Regions from separate parts of the Xenopus laevis genome. Here region 2 is linked to region 1. A link is a contact called in public Hi-C data. All regions are on one chromosome and are shown on one strand. The core of a region is the stretch at or near the end of the contact, and the rest is flanking DNA. Distances in the headings are between cores, read along the strand shown.

Evidence for each region. A called contact is a pair of places that touch in the nucleus more often than the background predicts.
Region 2: a Hi-C map of animal cap shows a contact between it and region 1, with 6 times the contacts expected there. The contact joins the promoter of ddx18.L here to the promoter of dpp10.L in region 1. A contact is called at or near these places in 3 of 4 Hi-C or Micro-C datasets (the XL177 cell line, the XTC cell line and animal cap).

The regions. Positions count from the first base shown.
Region 1 is chr9_10L:55,307,157-55,310,352 of Xenopus_laevis_v10.1, forward strand. dpp10.L (dipeptidyl-peptidase 10 (inactive) L homeolog) reads left to right here and starts at 1,524. Exons shown (of 26, transcript NM_001091635.1): 1 at 1,524-1,737. The coding sequence starts at 1,681.
Region 2 is chr9_10L:55,435,371-55,438,566 of Xenopus_laevis_v10.1, forward strand. ddx18.L (DEAD-box helicase 18 L homeolog) reads left to right here and starts at 1,665. Exons shown (of 14, transcript NM_001091275.1): 1 at 1,665-1,762; 2 at 2,200-2,388; 3 at 3,061-3,189. The coding sequence starts at 1,669. LOC121398301 (a long non-coding RNA gene) reads right to left here and starts at 1,654. Exons shown (of 2, transcript XR_005964230.1): 1 at 1,536-1,654.

The DNA.
Region 1 (3,196 bases), core at 274-2,773:
CCCACCTCTAGGATCGCTACTGAGCATGGAGGCAGAAGTGGAGCAGTAGAAGGTTGCAGCAGCCTAGAGACATCGTGCACAAGTCGGCCCAAACCCGCTCGACCCTTGGGTCCCGCGAGCTTCACACAACCTTAGATCTGGGGGCACAGTTGGAACCACGTTGGGTATATGGTGCTGAATAATTGGTGCTAATAATTCCTTCACAGAATCTCTCTTTTTTGCTTTTAGGGCAATGTATTTGTTTCTTATGAGTTATGTGAATACATATTATATATTAAAATACTAGGGCAATTATAGATCAGAGTATAATATAGCTACTACTGTGTAGAGAGAGTAGGATATATACAGTATGAAACAAAGGGATTGATACGATATATAATATACAGGAGAATATGTAGGATAGAGTGCAGATTATATAATGTATAGTGGTTATAAAGCACAGACTGTAGGATATGTTATTTCCTGGGGATATATAGGAGACGTTATAGGATATAAAAGGTATAGAGGGATATGTAGAACAAAGTGTAACATATATAATGTACAGGGGGATATATAGGACAGTGTGTAGGGTATATAAGGTAGATGAGGATATATAGGACAGAGTATGGAATGTACTGGCGGAGAGAGTATAGGGTAGAAAATATAAGGTGCAGAATAGAGAGTGCACAATCTATAAGGTGCAGAGGGATATACAGGACTGGGTGTAGGGTACATAATGTACAGAGGAATGTGGAGGAGAGAGTATATGCTATTTAAGGCCACAGATATACAGGAGATAGTATAGAATATGCAGTATATGGTACAGAGGGATACATAGGAGAGGGTGTAGAAAATATACATACAGAGGTACTGTATATGTAAGACAGAGTGTAGGATATACTGTATAAGGCACTTTGGGATATATAAGACAGAGTGCAGGGTATACAAGATACAGAAGAATATATAGGACAGAGTGTAGGATATATAAGGCACACAGATATACAGTAGAGAGTGTATAATATATAAGGTACAAGGGGATTTATAGGGCTGAATGTAGAATATATACAGTATGGTAAACAGTAGTATAAACGTAAGGTAATAAGTGAGAGTGTAGAATATATAAGATACAGAGTGATATATAGGACAGAATGTAGGATATTAAATGTACCTGTGGATATATAGGAAAGTCTGTAGGGTATATTACCAGGCTAATATATAGGGCAGTGTGTAGGGAAAATAAGGTACAGGGGATATAGAGGACAGAGTGTGGGTATATAAGGTAAAGATATACATTACACAGTATGGGATGTACTGGCAGGGACAGTGTGAGGGGGATGTATAAGGAGTATATATAGTAGGTATAGAAAACAGGGAGGCTAAAACAGAAGAGGAGTCCTGTGCAGTCTCCCAGTTAGTGGGGGTATATAACATATAAATACACACATATAAGGCGTATATAGTAGAGAGGGTGCAGGGGGTGGGCTGGCAGGAGGGAGGGGCTCGGTGCAGCCGCATCTCTCCCACCAGTGTCTCAGAGTGCGAATCTGTCGGTGTGTGTGTGTGCGAGTCGCTGCGCGAGTCCGGGAGACAGAGGGAGCCGCTCGGCTTATTCCGCAGGATGCTGCCCGCTCTGCCTGCTCCGCTCTTTCTGCCCCGGGCCCCTCACTGACCGCTGCATTTACCCATAAGCCCCACATCACAATGACTGCCAGCAAGGAACAGTCGGGCGGCAGTCGGGGCCCCAACCCCCCGGAGCAGGTAAGAGCCTTATCCCCCTCCACAGACACCAGTGGGCAGCCAGCAGCACCCCTCTTATACAAATCATGGTGTTGGGGGGTAACAGCAATATCTCCTGGGTATCAGTGATCACTTGGGGTGGGGGGGGGATGGGAGGTCAATAACAAAATACCCTGTGTGATTGGCAGAGAACTGTAGCACAATACCCCGGGCACTGGCAATTGTATGAATGGGGCAACCAGCAATATTCGATGGGCAGCAAGCAGAAGGGGCACTGCTACATACCCTGGGCTCTGTTCAGCAGCCTGGCAATGCAGGGGCACCGGGGGCATCATACACTTGTGTCATTCACTCACTCACACATACACACACACTAACATATATACACTCTCATGTATCTTCTATCTCTCTCTCTATCGTCTATCTAAGGATCTATCTATCTATCTATCTATCTATCTATCTATCTATCTATCTATCTATCTATCTATCTATCTATCTATCTATCTAATCTATCAACTATATCTATCTATCTATCATCTATCTATCTATCTATCTATCTATCTATCTATCTATCTATCTATCTATCTATCTATCTATCTATCTATCTATCTATCTATCTATCTATCTATCTATCTATCTATCTATCTATCCATCTATCATCTTTCTATCTGTCTTTCTCTCATCTGTCTGTCTGTCTATCAATTATCATCCACCCTCTCTCTCTCTCTCTCTCTCTCTCTCATCAGCATCTAATTGCCATCTCTCATCTATCTATCTATCTATCCAGGGTCGGACTGGCCTGGCGGGAAACCGGGAAAAAACCCGGTGGGCCCCGACCCTTCATGGGCCCCCGCCGGGCCAGACCCCCGCGATCATTGTATTTAAAAAAAAAACTAAATGCGCATGGGCGCCTGCGGCGCTCCGCCTGCGCATGAGCTCCTGCGGGAGCCGTCTACACATGCACACTGGCATATAAATTAAGGTAGTGAGCACACAGCGCGGCGCAGCAAGGGAGCAGGGGTGTCTGAGGGGCCCCTGGACAGCAGTCCCGGTGGGCCCCTGGACCCCCAGTCCCACTATCCATCTATCCATCCATCTATCTATCTATCATCTATCCATCCATCCATCCATCCATCCATCCATCCATCCATCCATCCATCCATCCATCCATCCATCCATCCATCCATCCATCTATCTATCTATCTATCTATCTATCTATCTATCTATCTATCTATCTATCCATCCATCCATCCATCCATCTATCTATCATCTATCTATCTGACTCCTGGTCATATACTACATATAAAAAGGTGTAAAAAGCATGTGTTATTTTTTGGACCTTGCACTTAGCCCTGTTTGATAAATAAGGCCCATTCACTAAACCTTTTACCAGTAGCTCGTGAGCAACATGTTGCTCACCAACCCCTTGGATGTTGCTCCCAGTGGCCTCAAACAGGTCCGGACTGAGAATTAAAATAGG
Region 2 (3,196 bases), core at 415-2,914, 130 kb after region 1:
TGTTGCCAGTAATCAGTATTGAGCAGTTACATTCATTCAAATTAGCAAAATTACTGCACAGCCAGTTTTTCACATTTGAATTAATTTCATACAACAAAAAAGTGCTGTACTAAAAATCTTTGTTCATTAAACACCCCAGTACTAAGATGTTCCTGGGAAATAAAAGACATACCATTATTATCTTTTTTGTTGAAAGTGAAGTCAATTATTATGCAGTAGGGATGCACCGAATCCACTATTTTGGATTCAGCCGAACTCCCAAATCCTTCATGAAAGAACTGAATCATAATTTGCATATGTAAATTAGGGGTGGGAAGGTGAAAACATTTTTTACTTCCTTGTTTTGTGACAAAAAGTCATGCGTTTTCCCTCCCGCCCCTAATTTGCATATGCAAATTAGGATTCAGTTCGGCTGGGCAAAAGGATTCGGTCGAATCCGAATCCTGCTGAAAAAGGCCAAAACCTGGCCGAATCCCAAATTCCATCCCTATTATGCAGGCTAAGAGGGGCTCCCAAACTTTTTCATATGACTATGTTTTCTTTTATTTGGCAAATTTTTATTTTGGGGTTGACTTGCCCTGAAGGAGCACAATAGCCACCCGCACACTTAATGACCTCATATTGCTGCACCCCTAGGGCAGTTGCCGACGTAAAAACCAACATATCACAAAGTTGCCCATAGTTTTTTTCAGAGGCAACTTTGGACGACTTTTTGGACGACTCTCCTCCATCCCCCCACTCGAGTGCATGCACACTTTCTACTCCACCAGCTCTGGGGCTTTGTGCATGGGAGATTTAAAGAACTGTCAAAACCTAACACACCCCCAATATGTGCAGCAGTTAGGGACCAGATATGGCAGGGTCCTACAATTTTCCAGTCCTAGGCCCAGGCCTTCCCACAAATCCAGGCTGAGTGTGCATGAGGAAGGGGTGTACAGAGATGCACTAAGTAGGGTTGCCACCTTTCCGGTATTTTACCAGCCTGGCCAGTAAAAATGATGATTGATCCCAATGTTATTAATAGGGAAAAGAGATAAATATATAGGAAGGCTGGTATTTTTTTCCAGAAAAGGTGGCAACCCTAGCACCAAGGGACCACCACAGGGGGGACCAGCTGCAAGTTTGCTCATCCAATTTAAAGTGGCCAATCTTAGTCACCCCCTTTTCTGAATTGGGTCAAGAGCATCTCCCAAAGGCCAATCCCTCCCCCAACAACATTACTGGTAGCGTCTGTGAAAGCCATAAGTGTCCAGAGCCCAAATACTCTAACAACCTGAAAGAACCCTAATACCCGTATCCCTCTTTTAATTCCCTATACCTCTTACAATGTGCCCTAGTGCCGTCACTAGATAAGCAGCAGTGTGACTACTGAAACGGGGCACTCTTAGCGGGCACATATAGACACGGGTATAGATAGAGTCATGAGTGGGATATATAGACCACTGGGTGGAAGCACTACCGTGTCCAAAATGTGCCCCACAGGCACAGACTCCCAATGCGGAAGTAAAAGGATAAAAACAAAGGAGCTTGTAGACCTGCTTCAAATGTCACCAGCCCCGCCTCCGGTCTCCCTAGTGACGTCACAGTCAGTCAATCCGGCATCGCCGTGGCTTCCTCAGCCTGTAGGAGGCTTCCGGACATTTCCTGTCTGTCCCACGTGTGCCCAAGATGGCGGATCTACAGATGAAGCTGCTGCGGCGGAAAATTCAGAAAAAGAACGAAAAGATCCGGAACCGCAACCGAGAGCGACGGGAAAAGGAAGGTAAGAGTCCCGGGGAGTGATCTTGTGCACCGAGTTGTCCGAGAGGGGAAGCTGATATGACTTTGAGTGCGCGGTTGGAGCGAATGTGATGAGAAAAAGGCAAGGGATGGTGGGTAAGACCAAAGTATGATGGCGTTATTGTGCCGTGATCTGCCTGTCACTTCTTAATGAGCATCACATAGGGCTTTTACAGTCAGTAGTATTCGGGGGGGCGACTCCAGAGAGGGGTTTTCTGTAGGATGGCAGTGATGGACAAATCACCCCCACATGGCACTGTGATAACGCCTAAATGTGTATGATGAGTCTGCTCACAATAACACACACAATAACACACCCACACTAATGTACATAACATTTATTTCACATGAGAAGTGCTGCTTCTTCCTATTTATCGCTTGTGTTAATGGCACTGTCACCTTCTCCCATTTGTTTTGCAGCTATATTATTGACCAGTAAAAGTGAGGAGGAAGCGGAGGGAATTGCAGAAGAGCAAGAAGCAGGCAATGAGGCTGATAAGACAGAGGAAATGCAGCAGCCCTTAGCCCCTGATGTTGAGGAGACCCCACAGACTCCCCCTGCCAAGAAGAAAAAGAAGAGGAAGAATGTAGCCAAGGCTGAGGGTGCAGGTAGGAGTTCATATAATTGGGCACCGGTGGTTGTCACAGAAGCACAAGAAGGGATTGGTTAGACTCGCTGAGCAAAACATAAGGAAAGATCTGGGGTGCCAAAGCTTGTGTGTTTGTGGCATTGCAATGAAATTACTTGACAACAATTGCATGTGCTAGTGGTACAACAAATTGCTATGCATTATTCTAAGCGCTTTCAGCTCATTCAGGTACACTTTTATACTAAATATATCTGTATGCAGGTAACACGTACACACTCAAAGAAGGAACTCTACTGCCTGCCATAACTGCCCCAAATCTAGCAATAGTTTTAGTAGGGGTGAGAGTTTTCCACTAGTTACATGTATGATATATTGCTGTGGCTGTATTGCACAGTGAAATGGTCATTGGCACTGCTGTGTTTCAATCCTTTCATGGAACAAATGTTTATGTATCATACAGGGCCAGCACACTGTATACTTATTAGAGTTCAGTATTGTTTCTGTAAACCTAGTCTGTCTGTGCAGCTGCCAAAGAAATGTGCAAAGAGAGTCCAGAATGGCTGGAATAGTCACAGGACTACAATGAGTTTGGGGTGAACCACTGCATTAGCATAAAGGTTAGAAGGGTCAGAGATCCCTGCAGGGTGTCAGATTCTTCCTGTACTACCTCTCTCTGTATTGTCTCTGTTAGATGCAAAGAAAGCAAAGCAAGAGGAAGAGGCTCCTGAAGCTTCTGATCAAGAGTCCAAATGTGAGAACCATGTAGAAAAGAAAGAGGATGAAGAAGAAAATGGCCCGACTTTGCCCATGGGTCTTACAGGTAGGCT